4 separate regions of the Mus musculus genome follow, and regions 1, 2 and 4 are each linked to region 3. Evidence: chromatin contacts called from public HiChIP or PLAC-seq and promoter capture Hi-C data. All regions are on one chromosome and are shown on one strand. The core of a region is the stretch at or near the end of the contact, and the rest is flanking DNA. Distances in the headings are between cores, read along the strand shown.

Region 1 (3,688 bases), core at 113-2,612, 1.9 Mb before region 3:
TGGTGAGGAGAACACCTTTAATCCCAGCACTTTGGAGGGATGGGCAAGGGATCTCTGAGTTCAAAGCCAGCCTGGTCTACATCGGGAGTTGGCGTTCAACAGGGCTATATAGTGAGACCTGATTTTTTTTTTTAAAGGTTAAAATTGAAAAGACGCACATAGGGGATGAGTGCTTAAATGCTTGTCACCCACAGAATTCAGGTACCCAGAATCCTATGTAGATTGCTGCATGACATGACAACCCACCTGGTGATTCTGAAAGAAAGCCAGGAGATCCCCAAAGCAATCTGCCCAGTTCAACCAGCCTTATCCATGCGCTCTGGGCTTGATTGAGTGACCCTATCTCTGTGAATAAGGAAGAAGAGTGTCAACCTTAGGACTTTGCATGCACGTGCACATATATATATATGTATCTACATGTCCACATGTCCAGACACATATAGACACGCCTACAACACCACACACACACACACACACACACACACACACACACACTGGAAAAAGGAAAAAAATAAATAACAGACACATGTGGTAGAGCGGTTGAGAAAACCCAAACTTTCCCCTCTTGATTTATGTGCTTCAGGGACGGTGACATTAAATCCAACGTCAGGCCTGGGGAAGTAGAGTATTTCCGGTTGCAGGCACATGCTGGTAATCCAGCACTTGGTGGGTGGACATGGGGATCAGAAGTTCACAGTCATCACACATTTTGCAAGTCTGAGCCCCCCCCCCCCCCCCCCCCCCGTCCACTCAGAATCCATACTGAACAAAGACAAAGGTCGTAACCACAGGCACAGGAGATCAGAGATGACTCGGAGTCAGTCACAAGCACACACCCCCGTGTCCCCCAGTGCGTTAAGCAACAGGGCCTTCCGTCCATAATCAAAACCACATCTTCTTCCCTCAATTATTTTATGCTTGTGTCCTCAAGTCTCCAAATTATCCTCTGACAAGATGGCAAATTGGTGCTGTTAGCCAAGTGACTAGCTCGCCTGTTTCCAAGAAAAATAATTTTAGTAATTACTGAGGGGGAAAAAAGAAGTCTGATGTTACATCATGTTTGACATTTGATCTCTTTGGGTGTTACACAGAAACATGATGTTTCCCTACAAAGTGTTCCACAAAATTAAAGACAAGAGTTAAAAAAAAACCCACAAAAGAAAAATTAAAACCCAAGTTCTTGCCAGTATGACCCAGGGGGAATTTTTGAAACCTCAGATGTATAAACTTTTGAATATTAGGATAAGTACTTGTCCGGTGTAGCTAATTATCCACATTGGTCCCTGGGTGCTAGCTTACGGGACCTTCACTTTACCTCCTGCAAAGGGCACAGTCCCAACACAAGATTGTTTTGTGCCCCACCCCTTCTTTTTATAATGAGGAGGGAGAGGCACTAGCTCTCCATGTCGCCTGCTCTCCTGTTTCCACCCACCCTACACTCCCAGCTCCCACTCTGGGGGTGGGGGGCGGGGCAAAAGCACCTTTGTTTCATGAGGCCACGTCTCTGCTGAGCCTCCTACAACGTGGTTGCATTATAAGGTCATGGCTGTCTGTCCTTCAGTGTTCAATCCCTGTAGGAACCTTTTCATTGGATTTGTTTTTAAGACAGGGTCCCACTGTGTAGACCAGGCTGGCCCTGAACCTTCCAGAGTTCCCCCAGAGCATGTGCGGCACACCTCCTGTGGAAAGCTTTTAAATACCTCCTGAGCTACCTAGACTCCAAAGTTCAGTCACACCCGTCCCTCCTAGAGCTGCTTGAATGCTTGGGTTTTGGGTTTGTTTGTTTGTTTGTTTGTTTGTTTTGCTTTGTTTTAAACTTCTCTTTATGTCCCTTGGGATTAGCACAAGTCTTGGGTAGAGTATACAGACAGTAATATTTCTTCATTGAAAGAAGGAATGAGATGCCAAGATAATTTTTTTTAAATACAGCTCATGTGTTACTTTTGTGTATTTACATATAGGAAGAGACGGGAAATGTCTTAAACAATATGGCATTGATAGGTTTCATATTATTAAACAACATACTTGAGGTAGTCATTTTATAACGAGAAAAGGTTTGTCTAGCTCACAGTTTTAGAGATTAGACATTGGTCTGGTCTCTGAGACTGGCAGGTAGGTGGCAGGTTTCTATGCAGTGAAAGGCAATGGCTCTAGTGAGCTAAGGGCCAAGGCCACAGCTTCAGTTCTGCTATCATTTGGTAGCTCCACCCTGGGGACAGAGCCTTCAAACCAGAGCTATTGAAGAGACACGGCAGACATCACATCACAGCAAGCATCAAATTCTTCCATGGTATCCTAACAAGATGAATATTATTAATACCACCATGCCTGCCTCGGGGCAGCAGGAGCCTGGGCTTCAGGCATCAGGGAAAGGGGTGTGAGGAATGGGCTCTTGTTTCATGGAGTAGGAAAAGGAAGCTGCAGGTTCATCCTGAGGCCATTATCATTTTATTGATTGATTGAGATAGTCTTTTACAGTCCAGGCTAGCCTTAAATGCCTGTCGATCCTTACTGCCTTCACCTCCCAAGTGCTGGGACTACGGGTAGGTGCCAACACACTCATTTTCTTTTTTTAGAAGATTCGCTTTTATTTTTAATTATGTGTCTATGGGAATAGAGGGGGTGGTATGTGCACATGAAACAGAGAGGGTGTTGAATCCGCTGGAGCGGGAATTAAAGACTTTTGAACCCAGGTGCTGATAGAAGCCAGGTCCTCTGGAAGATCAGTCCGAGCTCTTAGCTGCAGAGCCCCTGCTGCAGCTGATGGAGCCTGTGGGGTTTTGTTGAGCTGCTCGCTTTTAGACTGAAGCACGTGTTTTTGCTTTTGTTTCAGTATGGAAGGGTGGAGAGTGACTGGACAATCGAGCTACCCTGACGGCAAAGCTCAGGGTATCGGTGACGGTGCCACAGAAGAGCGACTCCTGCCCTCGAGCTGGGACCACCTGTGACCATCTAGTCTTGCACATTGTAGTCGCGTTCCTCATGTGTTACCAAATGAGGTTTTTTTCCTTGAGCCACAGAAAGTTGCCAGTGTTCAATGCCACCTATATACATGGTAGCAATTGCTTACTGTAGTCTCCCTCACCCTGTACCAGATCCTTAGTAGGAGAATGGGTTCCCAAACCAATAAGATGTCTATGTGCTGGAAGGGCTACTGAGGAAATGTCACAGGCGGCCTCCCTGTGACTCATGGGCACTCTCAGAGCAGGACACTTTGTTTCTTTTGCTGGTGAGGTTCTTTTGTTTTTTGTTTTGGTTGTTTTTTTTTTGTTTGTTTGTTTCTAATTGGGGCAGATTTGGGCTCCCCATGCAGCCCTGCTGGCCTGGTGTTCCCTAATGTTCACCCCGGCTGGTCTCAGACTCAGAGCAGCCTTCCCGTCTCCCTCAGCCTTCTGGATGCTGGGGTGATTGACAGGCGTCCTACCATGATTTGTTTTTGTTTTTTAATCAAAAGTTCGGTCACCTGGATTTCTTTTCTCCGTTGGTCCCTGGGTCCACGCTAAGGTGACTGTCCCTTCTTCGTATCACGGTCTGCACTAATCTCACCCAAGGTGTCTGAGGCTGGTTGTCCGCACTGCCCTTTTTACGTAACTATAACTGGCTGCTCACTGCGCTGCTATGAGACTAGGGGTCCTGTGCCTTCTAGATCTTTGCATCCTCAAAGCCCAGCACATAGTAGGTATTTTCA
Region 2 (3,806 bases), core at 660-3,159, 1.8 Mb before region 3:
CTCCTCCTCTTCCCTTCTTTCTCCTTTCTCTGCTCTGGTCTGTTCTATGCAAGCAGCTTTTCTTGTCCACACCCATCCTGCCATGCTTTTCTGCCTCTTATAGGTCCAGAGAGATGGAACAAGTGACCATGGCCCGAAATCTGAATCTGTGAGCCACAATACATGAAGTTTCCTTTATGCTGACTTTCTTAGGTTGGCACAGTAAAAAGATGCTGCCCAGAACGGGAGGTCTGTCTAGGAATCTCTGTGTCTTCACTGTGCAGCCATCCCTTGGGCTCCTATGTCTCACTCTCTGTCAGATCCGGCAGGTGTGGCAGAAGTCACCAGGAGCTTGGCCATGGAAACTGCCCCTGTAAGGATGGAGCTTCCGAGCGACACTGCACTGAAGGATCAGGAGGCCTCCGTTGCTTCTGCAGGCATCGAGGGGGGAATACTCTTTCTGCTCCTTTCTAGCTTGCTGGCTCAGGGCTCCTTCTTCCTTTGTTTTACAAAGCACACCACTCCAGTCTCCAGTCCCCTGTCCCTTCTCTGTGTTCTGACCCTCCTGCATCCATCCCTCTTCCACAGAGGATCTTCCGAGCTAAGGCAGCACAGTCTCCCCATCTCTTTAAACTTAATTCCACCTGCACATTCTCTAATGAGGGGGAACTTTTGCTAACTTCTGAAGGTGTCAGCCTCCCTGAAGGTCATTAATCTAAGAAATTGCTCTCAGGGAATTTTTAAGGATAATTACTGGAACCCACAGACATGAACAGCATGGGAGGGTGGGTGTGGACCCTTTGACTTCTGGGCTGTAGCTTTTCATTAAAAGAATTTTTTTTTTTGGAGTAGAAATGTTTGAAAAGCATTATCACGCTCATATTTACAGTATAGAAAGACCACAGAAAGTCCTACAACCTTCCCTAGGAAGGTTATAAAGGGCACGGATACATGGAAATTGACTTTTTGTTTTTTTAAAGCAATGTCTGTTTGGATGCATGGGTAGAGCACGGATGTTCATTTCCACCCCCTCCCCCTGTTCCCTTCTACCTTATTGCCTACTCAGTTCCCAGAAATCCTTAATTTGCTTTGTGCAGGACTTAAACTCTATCAGATGTCTTCTCCATATGAATTTATGCTGCAACCACTCTGTCCAAGTGACAAGATTAAGTGACAAGACATTTGCTCGACAGTGCTTCTCAGAGTGCAGACAATGACTTGATTAAGGAGTGCGTTATGTATGCTTTGGATGTGACTGTGCCCCCAGGCCCGGGCATCTGAACACCCGTTCCCAGCTGGTGGTCCTGTGGGGGGAGATACGGAGCCTTCAGGAGACGAAGCTTCTCTGGAGGAAGTGGGTTGCTTTTGGGGCGGACCTCGAGGTTTGTGACCTGACCCCACTTCCTGCCTGCTGGTGTGTGGAGAGGTGAAGACTCTCAGCCGTACCCTCTGCTCCCCCAGCAGTGAATTCCTCGCCTTTCCCTCTGTACCCTTTCAAACCATGAGCCCCAAAGAGCCATTCCTCCTTTTAAGTAGCCTGTTTGCCAGAGTGATAAGAACTGGTCCAGAAGACATTCAGGAACAGCTAAAGCATTTTAAAGAGAATACAGGCTGCAGGAGGCTCTGTACAACTAAGAATCAGATTCCGGACACGCTCTGTGTTGGCTCTCACTCTACAGACACAACGAGTGTATTGTTAGCAGCCCTGCAGCTGCTTTGTCAGGTACCTGGGCTGGGACAGAACAGTGGGCTTGAAGGCACTGACTCCGCAATCAAAGTGAGGGAAGAGGTCCCGAGGTCTGAGGAACACCCAAGGGACAAGAGAGAGGATGGACATCTCTTTGGCAGCTTGGTGTCTACTCTGCACACTGAAACCATCCCAGGTCTGACTCAACAAAGTACCAGCACGGAGTCATCCGACCACTTCCTGGGTTTTCCCCCTCAAAGCTTTCACACCCAGCGTTGGCCTGCACTCCACCCTGCCAGAGGATGAGCTCAGCAGGCTGCGCAGGCGCGAAGGCCTGACAGACTGCTATGTAATGGTCCCCGGGGGCACCGGGCTTCCATCCCTGGAGGCAGGAGATGGAAGAGGGTTTGAACAACAGCAATTAGCTGGGGATTTTCTCCGTGTCTTGGTGAGAAACATCTGACCTCGAAACAAGTCTTTCTTTGGTGAAGAAGGGCGGTGTGTGCCTTACAGGAAACTCAAACATGACTTCAGAACATTACACACTGGATTAGGCAGAAGGGCACATGTGTGGCACCAGGGGGTGGGGTGGGGGGAGCTCGCCTCTGATTTTTAGAGCAGAAATACAACCGGAGCTTGAGTGAGGTTGTCAGCGGGGAAGCTTAGGCATGCTCCAGTCTGAGGGTCTTAGGCACTCACCGTTGGCAGATCACCGCGCCAGCCCTTCCTCCCCACCCCTTATTTCCTTCTTCTGCCAGCTTGCGCTCTCTGTTCTTCCCTATTTAAATATTTCTTCCTACTCAGAGCCCTGTAAGCACTTCATCACCAAAGTCTTTGATCTAGGAACAATAGCAGCCGTTTGAACAGCAGAAGAGAAACACTTGTTACATAATTTTACTTTCTCTCCAGACTTTGAACATATATCACCAAGTCAGGAAAACCTAGAGTGAAAGTTTCCAGGGCCGACCACACTCCAACCACACCCCGCCCAAGGCCCGACCACACCCTGATCAAGGCCCACCACGACTGACCACGCCCCAAACACGCCCCAACCTCCCCTGGCCTGCCTGCCTTTACATAGTGTTTTTATTTCTCACTCAGTTTGGTCACACTTTTCTGAGGCTAATTATGCACCGGCCTTGCAATCTTTACAAGATTTGCACATGACAAATTCTGATTTGCTTGTTACGCAGGGAAGGCAATCTTCAAGATGAAGCTTCATAAATAACCAAAAGGAAGACTTTTACACTCAACAGTAAAGCTAATTTATACTCACGAAAATTTTTTTTCTCCCACCATGCATTATACAGTGTCAGGCATAATATTTTAATCCCTACACTTTAGCACACATTTCAGCCTTCCTGGCTTTGATTGACCTATGGCGTCTCACTGCATCTTCATGGATTGTGGGACACAGAGGGCGGCAGCATATTATGGGCTGGAATGTGTTATTTTTCCACCTCTAAGTCTCCCTCACTTTCTTACATGGACACACACACACACACACACACACACACACACACACATACACAGATGATTATATTTAATGGTTTCCAAACTAAAATGACATCCCAGTCTCTTCTCTTACCTACCTGCTCTCCATTGGTTGTGCAAGCCTAAGTCCACCTATCAAAAGCAGCTCCAACAGTGTTTACCCAGCGAGTGGTGCACACCAACAATCTAAATATAGACACCATCTTTCCAAGTCCGCACCATGAAGCACTTTCAGTGACCCACCAGGTAAAGATGTGTCCCCACCAACAAGGTGCGAAGAGATCTGGTCTCTAGAAATTAGCACTGCTAATTAGCACATGACCTTAGGAGACAACATGACCTTCAGCAGAATATTATCTGTCTTGTTTCTTAGATTATGAAGAGAAAGGATAGGGAAGTGCTTGGAAGCCAGTGTGGATACTTAGATCTCTCACGTAGGCAACTTGAAAGGCCAACTGTGTCCATGGTTGAAAAACATTTCTTTGAGCTGTTTTCTTGTTTTGAGTCAGATCTTAATGAAGCTCGGGCTGGCCTCAAACTCACTATATGGGGTTTTTTTTTTTTTTTGGTTTTTCGAGACAGGGTTTCTCTGTGCAGCCCTGGCTGTCCTGGAACTCACTTTGTAGACCAGCTGGCCTTGAACTCA
Region 3 (3,845 bases), core at 950-3,449:
GCAATATATTTTCCTTAGAAAAAGCTATCTCTATCCCGCCATCCGTATAATAAGGCAGCTCTGGTCTTCGGGCACCATTGCTAGTGGGTGACTGACAAACTGAAGGACTTTTGCAAATTTCTTTTCTGGTGGGGAGGGAGCTGCAGGGACAGACGGTTTCTCACTGTGTAACTCTGACCTAAGTGGAACTTGCAATGTAGACCAGACTGGCTTTGAACTCAGAGATCTACCTTCCTCTGCCTTTCTGGGGCTGGGAATTAAAGACACGTGTCACTATTTTCAGCTCTTTCTAACTGGAGCGATGGGAAAGGGATTTCAACATCTCTATCCCCCTTTCCAAAGATCTGAGGCAGGGGCTTGATCTCTGTGTATCCCAAAGGATGAAGTTCAGGTTGTGTGAGGACACTTAAAAGGTCAGCTGATTGGCAAGACAGTCCAGGTTTACAGGAAATGTCATCCACAATTGACAGCAGAAAAGGCCAGCGGCCCACATGTCCGTGTGGGCATTTACCTCAGCAAGGAGTTTATCATCAGACCAAAAACTGCAAAGACTACCGCCAAGCAGGATGAGGAACAGTTGAGAAGATGCAGAGAGAACAATCTTAGATATAGATTTCATTAAAAAATGGTTTATTAAATAAAATGGTTCAGTGAAGGGGAAAACAATGTAAAGAACATGGACTGATTTGTAGTAGACCCTTGAATTCAGCAAGGATAGTTTAGGTGCTTAGGAAAAAGCTACAGGTGGGTCCAAGGAAATTATGTGAGATTGTGATCTTATTGTTACTGACAAGGATGGAAATTTCTCTAGTCCAAACAGTATGCAACAATGTATCTTTTACTTATTCTTTTTCTTCTTTTGAGCAGGACATTTTCTTTGGAAGAATTCAGTTTTGCCCATGGGCAAAATTCCTTTCTCAGGAGGACTCTTTTTGAAAGGGCGTTTCTGGTTCATTACCACTTCAAGTAATTTTTCTATCCTGTTTTAGTATTTTTGAAGTTAAAAAGACCATGCTGATATCTTCATTTAGGAATTTTCCATTCCTGATAAATTCAGTGCTGTGATTTTTTTCCCACTGGCATTTTCAGTGTTGATTTCAGTATTTACTACAGAGTGTATTGCCAATGCTGGGTTTGCCATAGTGTAGGAAGTGCTCTTGTTCCATCCTGTGTGTGGGCTTCAACCCCAATCATTTTCTGATAGTCTGAAGCAGTATCTAATACCCCACTTTGACAGGCTCATGATGTATCTAGAGTGGGGTCAATTTACAGAGACCTAGTGAGGTCTTCTTCGGGCTCATTTCTCACACTGACTACATGTACCGCTGGAGGTTCGTTTCTTGCTGACTTTTAGCCAGCACTGTAGACCTTTCCTTTAGGCGTGTGAATGCTTAATACTTAGAGAGCTGGATGTGCAGGCACAAACCCATCACCTTAGCACTTGTGACAATACACCAGGAAGACTGCCACATTCAAAGCCAGCCTGGGCTGCATACCAAGGAGAGGCCAGCAGGCAAGATGTTGCCTCAAAAAAGAAAGTTCACACTGACACACAAAGTTCACACTGACATAAGGAAGTGTGAAGTGCCATCTATAACCCAGTACACAGTACAATTGCCTGTGACTGAAATAAGTCTTTGAAGAAATAATATTTATTTTCACTAGCTGAGATGCGTGTGTGTAATTTTTTGTCCCTTTTCCTTTTTTTTTTTTTTTTTTTTTTTTTTTTTTTTTTTTTTTTCTTTTTTGAGCCAAACTTTTCGTCTGTTGCCCAGGCTGGCTAAGAACTCGATGCAATCCTCCTGCCTCCACTTTCCAAGTTCTGGGTTGACAGGTGTGCGTCCCCACACCTGACTCTAACCAGAGGATTCTTACTGAAATTCATAGAAAACCACTACTCGCATCAGTACCCCTTCCTGGTGGCCGTCTCAGGAAACACTAAAAGTAGACTCCTCTAGTATGCTTGGCAGCAGCAGTCTGTCCAAGGGCCAACAAAATGAAGCGCGGCTGGGTTGTCACCAGCGCCGGGTGCCCAGAGCGCTGGAGCGTGTCCTCAGCACGGCTCCTGCACCTAACCGACCCGAGGCTGGGTAGATGATGCAGGGCTCGACCGGTTCCCCTGCTCTCCAGCTCAGCCCCGCCCCTCTCCCATGGCCCCGCGAATTCAAATCGGCCCCGCCGCAGGGCAGAGCACCGAGAGATCGATCGCTCCCGCCCCTCGAGCCGCCATTTTTGGAAGGTGGGAGGAGAAAGGTGGGTGGGCGCGGTGCCTGCTTTGCGGGATGCTGACTGGACTTGGCGGCTCTCTGCAGCACGTCAGGGGTAGGGCAGCACGGCTGGCCGGCGCCCTTCCTCCGGCTGCTTCTCCGGAATGAGGCCTCGGTGGCCGCGCGGGACGACTCGGTTCCTGCTCAGAGCGTGAGTGCGGCGCGCGCGCCCTCCGCTGTCAGTTGGCGCGCGCTCCCGACGCCTCTCCGCGCGCCCCCGCGCCCCCCCCCCCCGGGCTCGCGCTCGCTCGCTCGCTCGGCGCAGACTCGCTTGTTTGTTTCTGCAGGAATCCTAGGAGAGGCCGAAGCCGCCGTGATGCCGGGGAAGCTGAAGGTGAAAATTGTGGCCGGTCGCCATTTGCCGGTGATGGACCGTGCCAGTGACCTGACGGATGCCTTCGTGGAGGTTGGTTCCTGGTCCTGCCCCCCAGAGCACGGGGCGCCGAGCCCTGCCCTTCCCGCGGTCCCCGGCTCCGTGGAGGGATGCCCGCCCGCCCCCAGCCCGTGAGATGTGGCCATCGGTCCTGGACACGTCCCGCTGCCAAGCTCGCGGTCAGGGCGTCGGTCCGACCACCTGCCGGTCCGAGGCGTGGCAGCGGAGACGCTCGCCACGACCTCGTTTGCGGTTAGGAGGTTAAGGGCCATTGCTGCAGCAAGTCCACGCAGCCAGCCCTCTGGGGACACCCACAGCCCCACGGTGCGACTACATCCAACCCGTACCCCAACACCGTCTGAATCATCAGTGCAAGTCACACACAACAGCAGCACTAAAGCTGCCCTTGTGTAGACTGGTAGGGAGGTGAGCTGTTTCAGGGTAATTTATTGCCTCGAGGTAGGAAGTCAATTAAGTGCCATGGGTTTCAATTGCAAAATTGCTCTTTAAGTCTAATGATTAGTTTAAAAGTCATGCAAATTAGCACAGGCCTACTGTCCGGAAGTTAATAACTCACAACCTGAAAGAAGCCAAGGAGAAATTGTAATAAAAGTTGACATAATGAGGCAGACCATTAGAGCAATAATCATTTGGGCTATTAATGCTTAGGGTTCAAAGACATATGACAGTATACTTATACTCAATATATTCTTAAACGTTCCAGAACCTAATTAACTGCAATTCACTGTATTTTTTATTTTATTTATTTTTATGGCATTTGTTGAGTTCAACTTCATCTTTTATTGAAACAAACAAACACAAACCAAACTAACCCCCCCCCCCCAAAAAAAAAAACAAAAAACAAAAAACAAAACCCAAAGCAGTTTGCTCCTGGGCCAGATGTCAACAGAGATCTAATGATAACTGAAGTTGTACTGCCTTTCAGGCAGCCTGGAGAGTAATCCACACAGCTGATATTAATATCTAATATGTATTGAGCTTCATTATTGAGATATTTGTGTTTTGTACTTTTGAATCCTTAGTTTTTACAGCAAAGCTAACTAGGAGCCATATCCTCATCTTACAGGTTAGGCAGTGGATTCCTAGGGGCAGAAATAATGTGCTTCGATGATCTACCTTGTAAATCTCCACAGCCTAGCAGCAGTCTCTTCTATTATAACTTTCCCACCTCTCTAGACAAGGTG
Region 4 (3,416 bases), core at 618-3,117, 1.8 Mb before region 3:
AGGCTTTGATTTGACTTCTTCTCAGTCCTGGCTAACCTCAAGTGCCCGTGACTTCCAGCCACACTGCTAAAGGACACCCTCTCATTTGGTCACACCGACAACGCTGGTTTCAAAGGCCTCCATAGTATTTTTTTTAAACTGTTCTTCTGTAGCCCAGGCTGGCCTCAGATACTCCACATAGCTGAGGATAGCCTTGAGTCACTGATCCTCCTGCCTCTGTTTCCTGAGTGTTGGTATTACAGGCCTGTAGAACTGTGCCTAGTTTGTGCAGTTCTAGGGATTGAATTTAGGCTTTCCTGCATGGTACACAAGACCAGAGGCATGCTTGCAGGACCCCAACTTGCTCTCTATGGTACCAATACTCAAAAGGGCCAAGGAAGTCTCTTTTGCAAGGCCGTTGTCAGGACTGGATACCCATGTCTCAGGGAATGTGGCTTCTTGGTACACTGTGTTGAATTGGTTGAGATCACTCATGTGGAGGGAATAAAATTCTTCTTCTGCCTTTGAACTAGAAAGGAACAGACGTATGTGTACATGTGTGCATGTGTGAGTGTACATGTATGTATATGGGCATGCATGCACGTGTGTGTGCACACGTGTGCTCATGTGTGTATGTGCATGATTATGTCCCCTCATTGCACTTTACAATATGAATTTTTCCTTTATTTTCTTTGAGACAGAGTTGCAGTCTATGACCCAGGTTTGCCTGGTATTCATGTAGACTTCATGGCAATCCTCCTGCCTGGACCCCTTAACTGCTGGGATTATAACCAAGTGCCACCAATACTGACTGACTCAGTGTAAGCACTTGGACTTGTGACTGTGTCTTGGGATGGTGACACGTGAACTGTGGTGCCAGTGCCCTGGGATAGGAGCTCTGTGGATTCCTTCCTGTTGGTCCCGTGCATCTCTGAACCTTGCAGCTGCTTATTGAAGAGATTGGATTCCCTGCCTCCTCTGCCTTTGGAGAGGGCCACGCCGTCAACTGGTATTTCAGAGACTGAATGGGCCTTAGCTGGTACTGTAAAGTCTTAGCTCCCTTACGTGAAACAAAGTGCACCATAAAGATAGTATTTCATACGAACAGCAAGAGAGTCACTTAAACATAGTTTGATTTTTATTTATTTGTGTGTGTGTGTGCATTCATGTGCATGTGTGCGTGCCTGTGGGGGGTGGGGGCAGAAGTCGATGTAGGGTGTTTCTTCAGCTAGTCTCTACCTTGTTTCTGGAGACTTCTGATTGGCTTAACTGGCTAACCAGCAAGCCCCAGAGATCCTCTTGCTCTTCCACAGAACTGGAATTATAAGTGTGGCCATGGCCAGCCCTTTATGTAGAACCTAGGTCCTTATGGTTTTGTGGCAAGCATTTACCAACTGTACTATTGCACTACCTTCAAGGTAGCTGTCTTATTCACACACACACACACACACACACACACACACACACACACACACACACACACAGACACACAGACACACATACACACACACAGACCCAGACACACACAGACACAGACACACAGACTCTCTCTCTCTCACACACACACACACACACACACACACACACACACACATACACACACACACACACACACACACACACACATACACACACACACACTCGAATTCTTGCTAACCCCCACTCCTAACACCAAGAACCAGGACTCATGAACTCATGAACTTTAAGTACCCTATAGAACGGCAGTCATGGCCCTGACAGTGAGCTGATATTTCCATCCCCATCCAGTGCTGGTTAGTCAGGGTATAAAGAGTTTGCTTGTTATGGGTCAAATGTAATCTGACTTCTGACCTGAACACCCATCGCTTCCTTGCACGACACACGTCTGAAGTGCAGAGATGAGGTCACAGACAGGAAGTGGAGAGACGATGCCCTCCACACAGCACACACTCAATGAAGTGTGTTGAGTTAGATTAAGTTGAATTACACAAACTGACCCAGATTAAGGCTTTACACCCTTCTTTGCCTTCCTTTGTTGTTGTTGGTTTTGGATTGGCTCCAGAGAAAAAGAACAAAGTACCCTTTGAGGGTAACTTTTTAAAAGTCTGCTATGGTTTATTTTAGGAGAGCCTGATAGTGTACTTTCATTGCTCTCGGCCCAAAGAATGACAAACCACCTGATGAGAGATTTATCAAAACCACCCCAAAGAGTGATCCCTCCCTGCTTTTAAGTCACGCTCTGTCCGCCCACATCTCCCTCCTTTGCTAGCCCAGATCATTTCTAGTCTTTATGGAAATGAATTAGCTTTTCCTTTAGAGATATTTTTGGTAGGTTGGACTCCAATCTTAAGTCACACATGACTCTTAATATTTTCTTTTTTAATTCATTAAATCTGTTACTTGGCATTTTCACACACATGCACACATATACCACACATACCACATACACATATACACACATACCACACACCCACCACAGACACGCACATACATGCATGCCCCACACCACACATATACAGACCACACAAGGCACGCATAGATGCACACACACACACACATACACGCACATGCACAGGTATACATGCACACACACATATACACCCACCACACATGCATACACACACATGCATATGCACACACACTCATACCACACACATATGCATACCCACCCCTACCCACTCACACACACTACACACACATGCATATGTAGATGCACACATACCACATACACCTGCACACACAATACACATACCACACATATGCATATGTACATGCTCACACCACACACACACACATTCACATGTATACATACACATATACACCTACCACAAATGCACACACACATGCATATGCTCATACACACACCACACACACATACATGAATATCTTCCCACACACCACACACACACATGCATATGCTCATACACACACCACACACACATACATGAATATCTTCCCACACACCACACACACACATGCATATGCTCATACACACACCACACACACATACATGAATATCTTCCCACACACCACACACACACATGAACACATATACACACCACACATGCACACACACATGCCACATGCTACACGCTACACACACACACACACGCGCACACACACACACACACACACACACACACACACACGGCACACATGCACCCCTCCTCTGACTACTCTCACTCCACATCTTATTTCTCTCTGACCCGTGCTAATCTTCAGTCTTCCTGAAAACTCTCATTCTCATCCTCATCTCTTTGTTTTGTCGTGTGACTTCCTTAGGTAGGGTTTCTATTGCTGAGATGACTCTATGACCACGACAACTTTTATAAAGGAAAGCATTTCATTGGGGCTGGTCTGCAGTTCATCGTGGTGGGAAGTGTGGCAGTGCACAGGCAGACACGGTACTGGACAGGCTTCTAAGAGTTCTAAATGTGGATTAGGAGGCAATAGGAGGA

What was found. Promoter capture Hi-C pulls out the DNA fragments that hold promoters and counts their contacts. HiChIP or PLAC-seq counts read pairs in DNA pulled down with a chosen protein or histone mark.
Region 1: a contact with region 3 is called in a promoter capture Hi-C map of embryonic stem cells, with 10 times the contacts expected there. The contact joins the enhancer-like site here to the promoter of C2cd5 in region 3. A contact is called at or near these places in 5 of 39 promoter capture datasets (the 3T3-L1 cell line, embryonic stem cells, frontonasal cranial neural crest and 2 more), 1 of 484 Hi-C or Micro-C datasets (cortical neurons), 2 of 115 datasets of contacts at active chromatin or transcription factors (embryonic stem cells and forebrain) and 1 of 9 other capture datasets (embryonic stem cells).
Region 2: an H3K27ac HiChIP or PLAC-seq map of large pre-B cells shows a contact between it and region 3, with 6 times the contacts expected there. The contact joins the enhancer-like site here to the promoter of C2cd5 in region 3. A contact is called at or near these places in 2 of 39 promoter capture datasets (hippocampal neurons and pre-B cells), 2 of 115 datasets of contacts at active chromatin or transcription factors (embryonic stem cells and large pre-B cells) and 1 of 9 other capture datasets (embryonic stem cells).
Region 4: an H3K27ac HiChIP or PLAC-seq map of large pre-B cells shows a contact between it and region 3, with 9 times the contacts expected there. The contact joins the enhancer-like site here to the promoter of C2cd5 in region 3. A contact is called at or near these places in 4 of 39 promoter capture datasets (the 3T3-L1 cell line, hippocampal neurons and pre-B cells) and 1 of 115 datasets of contacts at active chromatin or transcription factors (large pre-B cells).

Annotation. Positions count from the first base shown.
Region 1 is chr6:144,999,450-145,003,137 of GRCm38.p6, reverse strand. It overlaps Bcat1 (branched chain aminotransferase 1, cytosolic), which reads left to right. Exons shown (of 11, transcript NM_007532.5): 11 at 2,834-3,688. The coding sequence ends at 2,875. Among named protein-coding and RNA genes, the nearest start is that of Gm26666, 46 kb to the left of the region's middle. Within about 2 kb of position 1,362, at least 52 of the 459 cell types and tissues checked have an H3K27ac peak or open chromatin away from gene starts, as enhancers often do. A contact at or near this core is called in embryonic stem cells, where this site is marked.
Region 2 is chr6:144,900,909-144,904,714 of GRCm38.p6, reverse strand. No RefSeq gene overlaps it. Among named protein-coding and RNA genes, the nearest start is that of Gm32124, 5.0 kb to the right of the region's middle. Within about 2 kb of position 1,909, at least 178 of the 459 cell types and tissues checked have an H3K27ac peak or open chromatin away from gene starts, as enhancers often do. A contact at or near this core is called in pre-B cells, where this site is marked.
Region 3 is chr6:143,098,506-143,102,350 of GRCm38.p6, reverse strand. It overlaps C2cd5 (C2 calcium-dependent domain containing 5), which reads left to right and starts at 2,199. Exons shown (of 29, transcript NM_001362113.1): 1 at 2,199-2,418; 2 at 2,555-2,673. The coding sequence starts at 2,584.
Region 4 is chr6:144,918,387-144,921,802 of GRCm38.p6, reverse strand. No RefSeq gene overlaps it. Among named protein-coding and RNA genes, the nearest start is that of Gm32124, 22 kb to the right of the region's middle. Within about 2 kb of position 1,867, at least 35 of the 459 cell types and tissues checked have an H3K27ac peak or open chromatin away from gene starts, as enhancers often do.